2 separate regions of the Pan troglodytes genome follow, and region 1 is linked to region 2. The links are chromatin contacts, called in public HiChIP or PLAC-seq maps. All regions are on one chromosome and are shown on one strand. Each heading gives the region's core, a stretch centred on a gene start, on an enhancer-like site or on the middle of the called end of the contact. The rest is flanking DNA. Distances are from core to core; before and after follow the strand shown. Region 1 holds the start of LOC740871. Region 2 holds the start of CADM1 (cell adhesion molecule 1).

Evidence for each region. HiChIP or PLAC-seq counts read pairs in DNA pulled down with a chosen protein or histone mark.
Region 1: an H3K4me3 HiChIP or PLAC-seq map of stem cell-derived excitatory neurons shows a contact between it and region 2, with 8 times the contacts expected there. The contact joins the promoter of LOC740871 here to the promoter of CADM1 in region 2. A contact is called at or near these places in 1 of 7 Hi-C or Micro-C datasets (stem cell-derived neural progenitor cells) and 1 of 1 datasets of contacts at active chromatin or transcription factors (stem cell-derived excitatory neurons).

Annotation. Positions count from the first base shown.
Region 1 is chr9:117,710,277-117,716,541 of NHGRI_mPanTro3-v2.0_pri, reverse strand. LOC740871 reads left to right here and starts at 2,714. Exons shown (of 2, transcript XM_009424222.5): 1 at 2,714-3,017; 2 at 4,794-6,265. The coding sequence starts at 2,862. The coding sequence ends at 4,976. All of the region lies in intron 2 of LOC104001332 (a long non-coding RNA gene), which reads right to left.
Region 2 is chr9:117,448,148-117,454,059 of NHGRI_mPanTro3-v2.0_pri, reverse strand. It overlaps CADM1 (cell adhesion molecule 1), which reads left to right and starts at 4,444. Exons shown (of 10, transcript XM_009424220.5): 1 at 4,444-4,763. The coding sequence starts at 4,640.

The sequences.
Region 1 (6,265 bases), core at 1,465-3,964, 260 kb before region 2:
ACTGGGTTTACCCCTGAGTCTCAAATTCCACCTGAAGGGGAAGAATGACGGAGGGAGCCCTATCAAACTCAAGGTGCTGAGAGTTGCGTGGAAAATATATCTCAAAAAAAAAAAAAAAAAAAAGGTATACTATCACTACCAAAAAAGTGGCCAGGGAGGATATCAGGGTGCCCAAACATAGAAATATCCACTGCAAATAATAATTTACCATCCTACTCCATGTGTGAGATACAGGTTATTTCAGAGTAATGTTTAATAACGATATATCATCAAGGAAATCTCCACGAAGTCGCCCTCAAAACTTTTCAGCAAAGTGCCCACTTCCCCATATATTAGTAATATATTGATTACACCCATTATAGCACTTTTATCATCTGCCTTCTATTAGAGTTACTTACTTTAAGACTCTGTTACCTCCATCGCAATTAAGCTCTGGGTAGTCAAATACAGGGTTATTTTTCTCCTCAACCCACACAGCACAAAGCACACAGTGGGAAATCTGGGTGCTTCCCGACCCACACTGGCTCCCTGTATCCAGTTCAGCTCTGTTCTTGTTCTTCCCTTTCCTTCCCCTGACCACTTTATCTACTTGGGGTTAGACTGGGAGGGACTAACGGATTCGATGAAGTCTAAGGTCAGAGGTTCCCCGACTCACCCTCTCTCTTGCTAGCATCTGCCTCTGTTATAGCTTCTCTCATGTTGTACCTTGGGTTGTTTTGCTGGTTTCTCACCACTGTTACCTTGTGCCTAGAACAGTAGCTGTCTCCAAGAAAGCACCCAATTAAGTGGTATAACCACTACGAGTGATTCTCACTCATAATCGCCCCTCAGATTCTCAAAGAAGAGCCTCATCTATCAGGGCTACTGAAAGGTAAGGTACTCAGCCCAGGTGAGGGGTTCGAAATCTAGAGGGCTATAATGCAGAATACATAAATAGAGAAGGAACTGTAAAGCTCACTGTTGTTCCTTGCTCTCCATCAAGCCAGAGAAGATGCAGAGACAGTACAGGGAGCCTGACAGGCTATAGGGGGCAGACTGAGTTAGTAGAGCAGGGGATCTTCAGCTTGACTCAGCATGCAGTTGGTACCCATGGGGAAAGGGGAGGCCAACAATTAGTGGGGGGCTGGCAGCAAAGACCCTCAAAGGCAGAAAAGCAACACAGCTGTGGCTGTGAATGAGCAGCCTGGCAAACCATGATCTCAGTAGTGTCCTGAAGCCAAGAAGAAGAGGCTCCACTCCCTGGGATGTGGGTGGGAAAGGGCCCAAGAGGAGGCCAGTATCTCAGTCAGATGGGACTGGAGCTCAGGGGGCTGTAGTGCTAATTAGGAAACTAAGGCAGAGTCCCAGCACTAGGAATGGAACCACTTTAGTGGTGATCAAGGGAAGGGTGTTTGCCACAAACATACTGGATCCTGAATCTGTGGGCAGACATCTGAGTACAGCACTTCCCCTGCCAGTAAAAGGGAGGTGCTAGTGCCCTCCTAGCCCAATTAGGGCAGGCTCCATAGCTGGGTGGGGCTGAGCTTGTAGGAAAAGGCCTACTAGGCAGTGCCCTGCAGGGCTGGGCAAGCCAGGACTGATGGCTGGGCCAGGTGAGAAAGATTTCCTGCTGTATTTGCAGACTGAATATGTGTCTGGGGCTAGGGGCTGAGCTGCTGCCAGCACCATCTGACCTCAAGGATCCCCCTAGTCAACAAGCAGCAAGAACAGGAGACTCCAGAGGCTCCCTCAGCTTTGGAGATAGCTCTGCAAACAAAACTCAGTTTTTAGGGGTTAATCCTCAGCCCCAGGAGGAGGCAGTGGGCCTCCTCTGAAGGGCAGAGTCAGCAAGTGGGCTGAGACTAAAGGAAAGGCCCAAGACTGCAGGCCTGAGATTAGTTTGGCAGCAGCTCCAAAGAGCAGCCCTTGAATCGCAGGGATTGTCTGAGCCCTCAAAAGCACTGGCTGCCTCCCACCAGCCTAGCTAATGGGGCTGAGCTGCTGGGGCCATGACCTCTGTCTACCCGGCTGATGGTCTGCTGCTCTGAATCTCACTCCCCCAGCACCCAGCAGGACCAAGGGCTCTGTCTAGCTTATGTGCATCGTGCCCTTGCATGTTTTCAGCACCTACTATGCGCGCAGCATCACACCTCCCCATCCACCTGCCTGTTACTCTCACCAGCACGCTCAGTCAACCCTTGGGCTAATTAGTGATTAGGTCTACAGTATGTATGCATGGTGGGGTGCAGAGAGTGGGGTGGCCAGCGGGTGATGAGTGAGGGGAGAAGACAACAGGAGATAGGAGGCCATGGTCTGACCTTCCTCCAAAGCCCGGAATCCCTGAGTCTGTCTCTGGCAGCTGTGAAACAGAGGGAGCATGGGATCTGAACCGTGCCGCCATCTGGGAGGTCACACACACTCACAGCCAACCCCCCGGAAGGAAACTCGGGCTGAAATACACCATTTGCTGAAGAGCAGGGCTGGGCACTGGTTTCTCTGCGTTCTGAATTTCTAGAAAGGGTAGGGTCTCCGTTGCCAGGCGGCGTCTGCCACCTCTTCCCACCGCCGCCCCTCCAGCCCTCCACCCCTTCCCCTGGGAGACCCCCTGTGAGGACCCTCAGCAAACTTCTGCAAAACCTGACAGGCCCTGGGTGCAGGGTGGTGTGGACGCAGATCTTTCAGGCCGAGGGGGAGGCGGCGGGAGTGTGGGCGTGGAGGTGCGAGAGGCGCGCAGCCTCCGCCTGCCCAGCTGTCTCTGCGGACCCCGCCGAGGGAGGGAGAGAAGCGCTAGGAAAAGGAAGAGGAGAAGGAGCTCGAGCGGGAGGCAAGCGAGAGGCTCTCTTGCTCCTCCCAAAGCAGGGGGCGGCTCCACTGTGCTTCTGATGACCCGGCCGCCGCCGCCGCCCTGCAACCGCTCCCCGGGACCCGTCAACGCTGACACTGATGACCCGCGGTGGGGGCGCTGGGCGCGGGGTGCGCAGGCCACTGGCCGCGGGCTCTCGGGCCCACTCCTGCCGCCGGCTTCCGCTGCTTCCGCGGTAATGACACTCGGCGGAGCGGCCGCCATCTCTTCTGGTACTTTCACTGGAGGAGGGAAGGGTGGGGAGAGCCCTCTGTCCACCCCTGCCCTGCCCTGGCGCTGGTCCGCCACTGCCCGCTGCTCTCGCGCTGGTCCGCAGCTCAGCCGAGCAGCTCCCTTCATCTGGCCTCCCAGACCCTCACTCAGCCGCGAGAGGAGGAGCTCCGGCGACCTCGGGCCTTCCCTCAGGGTCTGCGCGGCCCTTACCCCAAACCCGCCCAGGGTAGAGGCGTGAAGGGGCCGGCGGCGATGCAGAGGCGGGAAGCGCAGGGGGGAGGCGAGGCTGGAGAAGGGGACGCAGGGAGGCGGGGGGTGGACCCCCAGCATACTCCAGGAGCCGGCAGGAGCCAAACGCCAGCCCGCCACACAGGTATTCCTGCGGACCACGAGGTGCCACCCGTCCCTGGTCGCAGAAAAGATGAAGGGAAGGCCCAGCTTCCCTACCTCTACCTCCCATGCCGGGCACCCAGCCTGCTCAACTGAACCCCAAGCCGCAGGTTAACCCTGCTCCAGCTTCTCCCCTTGGCTATGGGCAAACTCCTTTTCTCTTTCCCATTGAGAACCACCGCTCAAATTCGGAGGGCTTTCCTCCTTGGTGCTCAGAGCTCCCAAGATGGGTGATTCTCTGCCAGGGGTCCTTAGCTACCCACTTTGGACAAGGATGGACAGATGTTTTCTCAAGCTTGCCTAAAGCACAGCTTCTAAACAGATGAGCCCTCCCCACGTTCCCCGCAGATTGTCTGGCCTTCGAGGAAATAAAGATGACCGTAGCCAAGCTGCCCTGCTCTGCACAAAGGACCCTGGGCGCCCCATCCTTAACTCCCCTGCCTTATGCTTGAGATTAGCATATCCACCCAGCAACTCCTCTGCTCCAGACTTAACTTGACCACTGCAGTCCACACCGACTCTCCTATCCACCAGAACTGTGCACTTAAAATCTGCTGCACACAATCCCATACTTGCTTGAGTCTGGCTTTGTTCTCCAATAGTTTCAAATGCCTGTTTGACTCCCCCCGCCACCCCCACAGAGATAAGGTCATCACAAGCAGTAACTACTGCTTTGCTTGTTTTGATTCCCACAGAGCCGAGCATAGATTGATGTGGCATAAGTGCTCAATAAATGCCCATGGACTTGGCTAATGGATGGACTTGCAGGGGACACTGCCCCATCAGGAGAGAAAGGTAGCCTTACTCTCATCTGCCCCACCAAGAGGAACCTAAGGTCCTATTTCCTGGGGGTGTCTCAAAAATCGGCAGAGTCATTCTCCCCCACCATCCCTCCTTGCCTCCACTCCCCTCGGCCTTCTGGATCCCCGTGGGTTTGGAGAGGCCGATGCTTGTGGCTCTTACCAACATCAATTTGCAGTCTCCAGGATGCAACTTCACCCTATGCTGCGTTCATAAATTAATCTCCTGGGATTAGATTCTGTGTTTTAGTAACACTCCTGAGGCATTGTATTTACACATTAATAATAAAAGAAAAAAAGTGAGACAAGTTCTGACAACTTTCAATAACATTCAGAAATAAAGTGCGAGGCACGGAAGTGTCCAAAGTTAATTAAAACCATTTGGTGCTGACGGGGGCTGGGGGTGTTGCCTGCCGAGCTCCGACAGGTGCTGTTTCTGAAATGCAATTTTCCTGTCTATAATGTACCTGATGCCTGCAGAAAAGGAGAAACCGAAATAAACCGAACTGGCAGCATGAGCTTGAATTTTCTCTTGTTTTGTTTTACAGTGCCGTGGACACTGCCAGAATTTGTCAAAGGTCCTAGGAAGAAAAGGCTCTTTCACCCCTCCCCTCAATGAACAGATGGTGTGTTTGGACTGTTCGCATTCGCTCCTCATAGGTGGGATCCTGGAGGAAGTTAAGGGGTGCTCCGTTCCCTGGGGATGGGACAGCAGCTCGCCTTTTTACTAATAGCTATAAGGGACTGTCAGACATTTACCTGACTAGACCTTCACCTCAGAGCTCAGAAGGGGAACAGCTCCAGAACTAAAAGAGAGAGCCTCTGGCAGACCCCAAAAGACAGCATGTGGAGTGAAGCTGGGCTTCCCTGCCCAATCACTAGGATCATTTATTGCACAAATACCTGTATTTTAAGCGGCAGATTATTGTGAATTTTTGTATTTTCTTCATTTCCATTTAGCTTTTTTTCAATTTTAGAATAGCCTTTCTCTAGATAACTCGAGGAAGTGGGAGACAGAATTTCCTTTGTTTCTGTCTTGAGCCCAAAGGGACAATTGAGTGTCAGGTATGACAGGGATAAAGGGAGAAACTCAGAAATAATGCTTTGTTTTGTTTTGTTTTGTTTTGAGATGGAGTCTCGCTCTTGTCGCCCAGGCTGGAGTGCAATGGCATGATCTTGGCTCACTGCAAACTCCACCTCCTGGGTTCAAGCGATTCTCCTCCTCAGCCTCCCAAGTAGATGGGCTTACAGGCAAGCGCCATCACGCCCGGCTAATTTTGTATTTTTAGTAGAGATGGGGTTTCACCATATTGGTCAGTCCGGTCTTGAACTCCTGACCTTGTGATCCACCCACCTTGGCCTCTCAAAGTGCTGGGATTACAGGCATGAGCCACCGCACCCAGCCAGAGGAATGTTTCGGGTGCTACACGTGCAGCCCCTCATGACTGTATCTCCTCAGAGCTCTTTTCTTCACATTCCTGAGTGCTTTGTGTTTTGTTTATTTAAGGGACAAATGAATCTCTTCCCACTCCATGGGATTTCCCTTGATTTTTATATTGGGAGTGAAAAGATGAAGCATGAGACTCTTCAGCTGCATCTCGAACTGCATCTAATCCCAGCACATCTCCCTCAATCTTTGATTAAGTCTGTTCATCTAAAAGAGAGACACAGGGGAAAAATGGAAATGGGACTTTGGAAGAATGACCATCCACATTCCCATCACAGCCTGAGATTTCCTACCTGATTGAGATTTTCAGTAGATGGCCCTAGGTCTAGTTTCCCACTTTGGACCTGTTGCCCTTGGCTCCAATAGAGGACTTCCAAGTAACTAGGAAGATTTCACCTCTCTTTTGAAACATAATGGACAAATGTGTTTCTTTAGGATGAGAGGTGCACCTGGCTAGTCAATCTTTATTTTCCTAAAATAAACAGGATGAAAACTCAAAACAAAAAGAAATACCTCATGGGCAAAAGCTCTCCCAATACAACTAATATAGACACTCAACATGGCTTTGTAGAA
Region 2 (5,912 bases), core at 3,195-5,694:
ACTGAATACGTATTTGGATCAGCCACATATATCTGGATATATTCCTAGATATTTGATTGGAAAAAACGATGACTTGAGTCCCAATGGAAAATTCCCTTCCATGGGAATTGGGGCTGCTCCTTGATCCGGTTCATGTGTGGTTTTTCTGCAACCTGCTTCAGTACTTTCCTTCAAATTGGTATTTGACTTTTGATATTCAAGAGTGTACAGTCAACTCTCTGATACTAGAAGAATAAACCTTTGGGTAAACTGTTTACACATTTAGAAATATGTATTTAGCTGGCTTCATATTTCATAAAGATTCATAGACTGATACCCCTAAAGATGAGCTTCTTAATCTTAATCTAAGTATATAAGAGCTACTAAATGAGACCAATAGTCTATCTAGTCCAATATTCTAATACATTGCTAACTTACTTGAATGTATGGAATGCTTTTCTATCAAAAGCTGACATTTATGATATTTTTAATGCACCTTTTGAAAATGGCAGCTGAGGCGTAGTGATTACTTTAGTCTGCTCAGGAGGATATAAGAAAATACTGTAGACTGGGTGGCTTAAAAAACAGAAATTTATTTTTGTGCTCTTCTGGGGGCTGGAAGGCATCATTGGGTTCTGATGAGGGCCCTCTTCCTGGCTTGCACAGGGCTGCCTTCTTGCTGTGTGATCACCTAGCCTTTCCTCGGTGCATGCTCACGGCAAGACAGAACTCTGGTATCTCTTGCTCTTCTTATAAGGACTTTGATCCCAGTATGGAGGCCCACCTTCATAATCTCATCTAAATCTAATTACCTCCCAAAGATCCCACTCCTAAATACCATCACATGGGGGGAGTTTAAGCTTCAACATATGAATTTTGGGGAGACACAAAACATTTAGTTCGTAACAGAGATTAAATCACTTTTCTATAGGTACTTAAATAATCCACCTGCCGGGCAAATGCTGACTCCAAATACTGTTTTCTTTTCCCTAATAATTTGTCTTTGTTGCTTTTTATACCTAGGTACTCAAATAATTAGTCCTTTACAAAGCGAGATGCTGCTAGTTCTCATAGATTGTCTCTGATGTAGTCCTCAAAACATGAATCATCTTTTAATGATCATTTTTCATATATGTTTATCCATGTTTCTTAACTGTTTTAGTGAAAGCAAACAATATAAGGTCTCTCTCTCTCTTGCTCTCACTCTTGCTCTTTAAAGTTTCTCACAACAATAAAAGAAAAAAAAGAAAAGGAAAACCTGGGCTCTTGGTGCTTCTGGCAATTATATTCAAACACAAGAAGCACCCAGATTGTAATTCTGATAAGTATTTCAGTTCTTTCTTGAAAAATTAAATTCACAAAACAATTGATTATCAGTTATAAATGGCAAAAACACCATCTGGTTTTCAAAATTGGTTAAATCCATGTAGCAAAGGGGAAAATTTTGGAACTTGTAGTTGGCGAGGAGTTCTAGTCCATGAAGCAGAAAATGACGAGCTTTACTATGAGAAAGCCAGAGTAGTCATAACTTGTACTTAGCGGCTGCGGGAATTTGATGCGTTCTTCACATGTTCCATATGTTAAATTGCTTGGCGAGATCTTCAGTGTGAAGGAGCTGGGGGTGGGAAAGGCGTGTGGCTAGTGGATAGACTAGAAACAGCTTAATCCTAAATTCTCTGCTCTGCTTCTTGCATGTAGACCCAGTCTAAATGTGCCCCAGGACTCAGTTTCTTTACCTGGGGAATTGTACGTGCAAGTTCCTTAACCTTATGGCACAGGGGACATTTTGGTGGAAATTTCTAAAGCTATTTGCATTCCTCTAGTGAGGTAAATCATACGACATTAGCATTTCCTACAGAAATGTCCCATGTTGTTCTTTGCCAACTGGAAATTTGAGTAGGTGTTCATTTGATGTGCCAAGAGAATGAAGGGAGATGAAAACACCCCACATCTTCCAATGTCCCCATACTGTGTTCCGAGTGTGGGAGGACTGGGGCCTGGCTAGATTCTCCTGGAGATTCAGCTTCATGAGGAATGTTTTTCCTTAGGAGTATACTGCAATTCTGTTAGTTCAAAAAAAAAATGTTTCTGGGTTGCTGGCATATTTTCATCTTATGTTAAAAATGTAGCTATCCTTTGCTTATTATTCACGCATTGTAATGTGAAATTTATTCATTCACTTTACGGATATTTAGAAAGGCACAGTGGTTAATTGCATAGGCTCTTTCTGCAAGTTAGAGACTGTAATCTTAGGGCAGTTACTTAATCTTTCTAATCATGTTTAAAAAATATAAAATGAAAGATAATAATAGTATGTACCTTGGGGATTGTTTCAAGTATTAAATGAGATTTTGCATGTAGAATACTTAAGAATTCAATGAATGCAAGAGTAGTAATAATAGTAACGGCAGATAATAATGTTACTATGTGCCAGGCTCTGTGTTAGGATTCTTGCCATATAGGACCTGCCTTTATAGTTTACATATCACTTTCAGCATACATATGGCCTTACTTTTTTTTTTTGAGACGGAGTTTCACTCTTGTCGCCCAGGCTGGAGTGCAATGATGCGATCTCAGCTCACTGCAACCTCCGCCTCCTGGGTTCAAGTGATCCTCCTGCCTCAGCCTCCTGAGTAGCTGGGATTACAGGTGTATGTCATCACGCCTGGCTAATTTTTGTATTTTTATTAGAGACGGAGTTTCACCGTGTTGGCCAGGTTGATCTCGAACTCCTGACCTCAGGTGATCCATCTGCCTCAACCTCCCAAAGTGCTGGGATTACAGGCATGAGTCAGCGTGCCCGGCTGGCCTTAAATTTTTTATTCCAATTTTGGTGGAACTTTGCTCTCTATTTGGTCCGACCCAGGTACCTCACTGCCAGAGGTAGTAAGAACAGGTAGGACTTTGCAGACTGGGCATTATCCTGGCACCCACGTGGCAATGGTTTCCTGTCTCCTGTAGTGCTGTTCTCCTGTTGGAGCTTTCCCCACTTCTGAAGGACTGCCTGCAGTTCATGCATCGGGGCCTGTAATTACAGAGCAGAATATCCAGGGCTGTGAAGACCGGGCAGTCTCGAAATTAGTTTATGCATAATGGATAATAGGAGGCTGTTTTTAAGTGTAACTCATTTGGTGGGTTGGCAGATCATGACTTCCTTTTTGATATGTATTATTTATTTATTTTATAGCAAGATGAGGACAGAAGGCTGGGGAAGTCATTTGGTGCAGCTCTTCTAGACTATAGCTCAGACTTAGCAATTTACATTCAGTAATCTCTTGGTCATTTAGCCACAGATAATTTGTCATGGTTTGTTTTAGCTGTTGTGATATTGATATTTATTATGCAAATTGTATTTCCTACATCTTATTGTTCTGCATTCTATGAATACTTAAATTATTATAAACCTTTACACTTAATATGGCTCGTCCTTCAATTTGATGCTTGAGCAACAGAGGGTCAGAGCGCACACGATCTTCTAGAGGGGAAGAAAATAAGTAATTAAAAAGCAGACAAACAAGAGAGCCGGCTGCCTGGCTGAAAAGAAAGCAAAGAGAATTTCGGGGAGGGAGAGTGAGTCCGGAGATGCAAGTCGCTTTAGCAGGAGAGGCTCTCCCAGAGACAGGGGAAGCTCGGAGCACCTGTTGGTCCCCAGCTTCCTTAGGAAGGGCTGGGGGCGCAGAGGAGGAGTGAGAGGGTTTGAGCCCCGAAGGAGGAACACGGCAGACCCTGCCTTCACCACACTCCCTCTCCCCAACTCCCACCACCCCCGCTCTTCACCTGAAGCCTTGACTAATTTTTTCCGTTGTTGTGTAATCTTAAATATCTAATATTACAAATATTTCACACATATATTCAACACACACCTATATATTAAAACCAGGGAGGAGACCCTCGACAAGCGGAGGAGCCTGAGCATACCCTCCTCGATCTACCTTTCCCGAGATTCTGCCGCAAAAAGACCGACTGGAAAATCTCAGAACCCGACTCTACGGCTGCCTTCTCCAACTATCCCCGAGTCTACCGCTAGGCTGTTGAGCGGGCTCTCCCGCTCCGCCGGACGTGCAAAGCACGCATGCACTTCTCCCAGATTGTTTTGTCAATCCGGGGACCTGCCTTCTTACTCTCCACTCCCGCACAGCCCCCGTTCCCAAAGATCTATTCCTTCGGTGCAAGGTGAGTGACGGAAATTTGCAACGTCTGGTTCGCTAGGCCAGATGCACTCGGTGCGCGGGACAGAGGACCCTCTTAAGGGAGATTCTCCAGTCGTCGGTCTGATACAGCGATTGCTATAAACATTCCTAATAAAGGTGTACAAGAAGCTAGACCCGCCCCCTGGAGCCCGAGTCCTTGCACGCCAGGCGCCCGGGAGAACACTTTTTCCTTGATCCGGGGAAAGCAAAACCGAATTTTAACATAAACATATTTGCATACGCCCCTCCCCTTGGCCCCGCCCCTAGGTGGCGCGGGCGCGCCGCCGAACGCCAGCGCCAGGGGGCGGGGTGGGGGAGGGGGCGAGGCCCTCCAAGAGCCGGGTTGGGCTCGCGGCGCTGTGATTGGTCTGCCCGGACTCCGCCTCCAGCGCATGTCATTAGCATCTCATTAGCTGTCCGCTCGGGCTCTGGAGGCAGCCAACGCCGCCAGTCTGAGGCAGGTGCCCGACATGGCGAGTGTAGTGCTGCCGAGCGGATCCCAGTGTGCGGCGGCAGCGGCGGCGGCGGCGCCTCCCGGGCTCCGGCTCCGGCTTCTGCTGTTGCTCTTCTCCGCCGCGGCACTGATCCCCACAGGTAGGTGTGGGCACCGACCGGTTGGCCCCTAAATCTCCGAAGGCACCCCAGTAGCCTTAGCCACAGAGGGGGGGAAACGTTTCCATGACAACCTCCCCCCACTTCCTAAATCCGAAGCGGAGGGAGTGTGGAGAGGAAACTCAGGGCTGAGAGGGAAGGGGCTGAGGGGATCTGTGAGCCCCTTCTCCCCTGCCCGGCTAAGTGTGAATGAGAGTCCCCAGGGATGGCTGCACCCACACCTTCTCTCCCCGGCTTGGCGCGGGGTGCAGAGTGGAGTGAGAATGGGGGGCCCGGGGGCTGTAAAGCATGGGGGAAGGGGATGGTTCAAAGACAACCTCAACCCTTCCGGACCCTTCTAAACTCGCCGTTTTCCCCGTAACTTGCAGATCCTCCCACCTCCCAGGGCTGCCCATTCGCCCCCACCTCTCCAGAGGACCCCCCCAGTTCTCCATCCCCGAAGCCTCCTGGTGGCTGACTCCCAGCCGCCCGCGGCGTGATTTCTCCCCGGTCCCCAGGACATCCCCAGACTTGTCTGATCTCCCCTGCCCCTTCCCCCAACGCGCTCTGCCTTTCTCCCCTGTCCCCAAACTGCACGCCTCTCGTGTTTCCCTCCGGCCGTTCGCAGCCCTCCGCCCCCTCGGCTCTGCTGCGGGTCTTTTTGGCCCGGCTCCAGGCGGGGAAAGTTCCCCGGCCCGGCCCCGCGGGGGGGGCGGCCGCTGTCGCCGCCTCTGCGGGAAGGCGCCGGGAGCCCGCAGCCCGCCCGCCCCACAGCGTCCTCTGCCACGAGTGGGGACACGGGATTTCCCGGCTGCCTGTTCTTTCGGCGGCCCGAGGGTGGCGGAGGGGGCGTCGCGGCCTCTGCGGCCAGGCGGGCACCCTGCGGGCCTCCGCGCGCTCCCTGCGTGAAGAGCAGTCTTGGGAATTTGCCTAGGGGCGGCCCTGCACGCCCGGTGCCTTCCCTGAAGACACCGAGCACTCGGCTGGAGCCCGATGTGTGGCTGCCCGTGTGCCGGGCGCGTTGGCGCGGTCGGGAAAGAAGAGGGCAGTGTTTGCTTTTGCTAACAAAAGGGAGCCGGAGCTCTTCCCCAGAGGAGAGGCCGGCCGTGCTGCACCCAGCCTCCCTTCCCGCCACCTCGCCGCGCTTGGCAG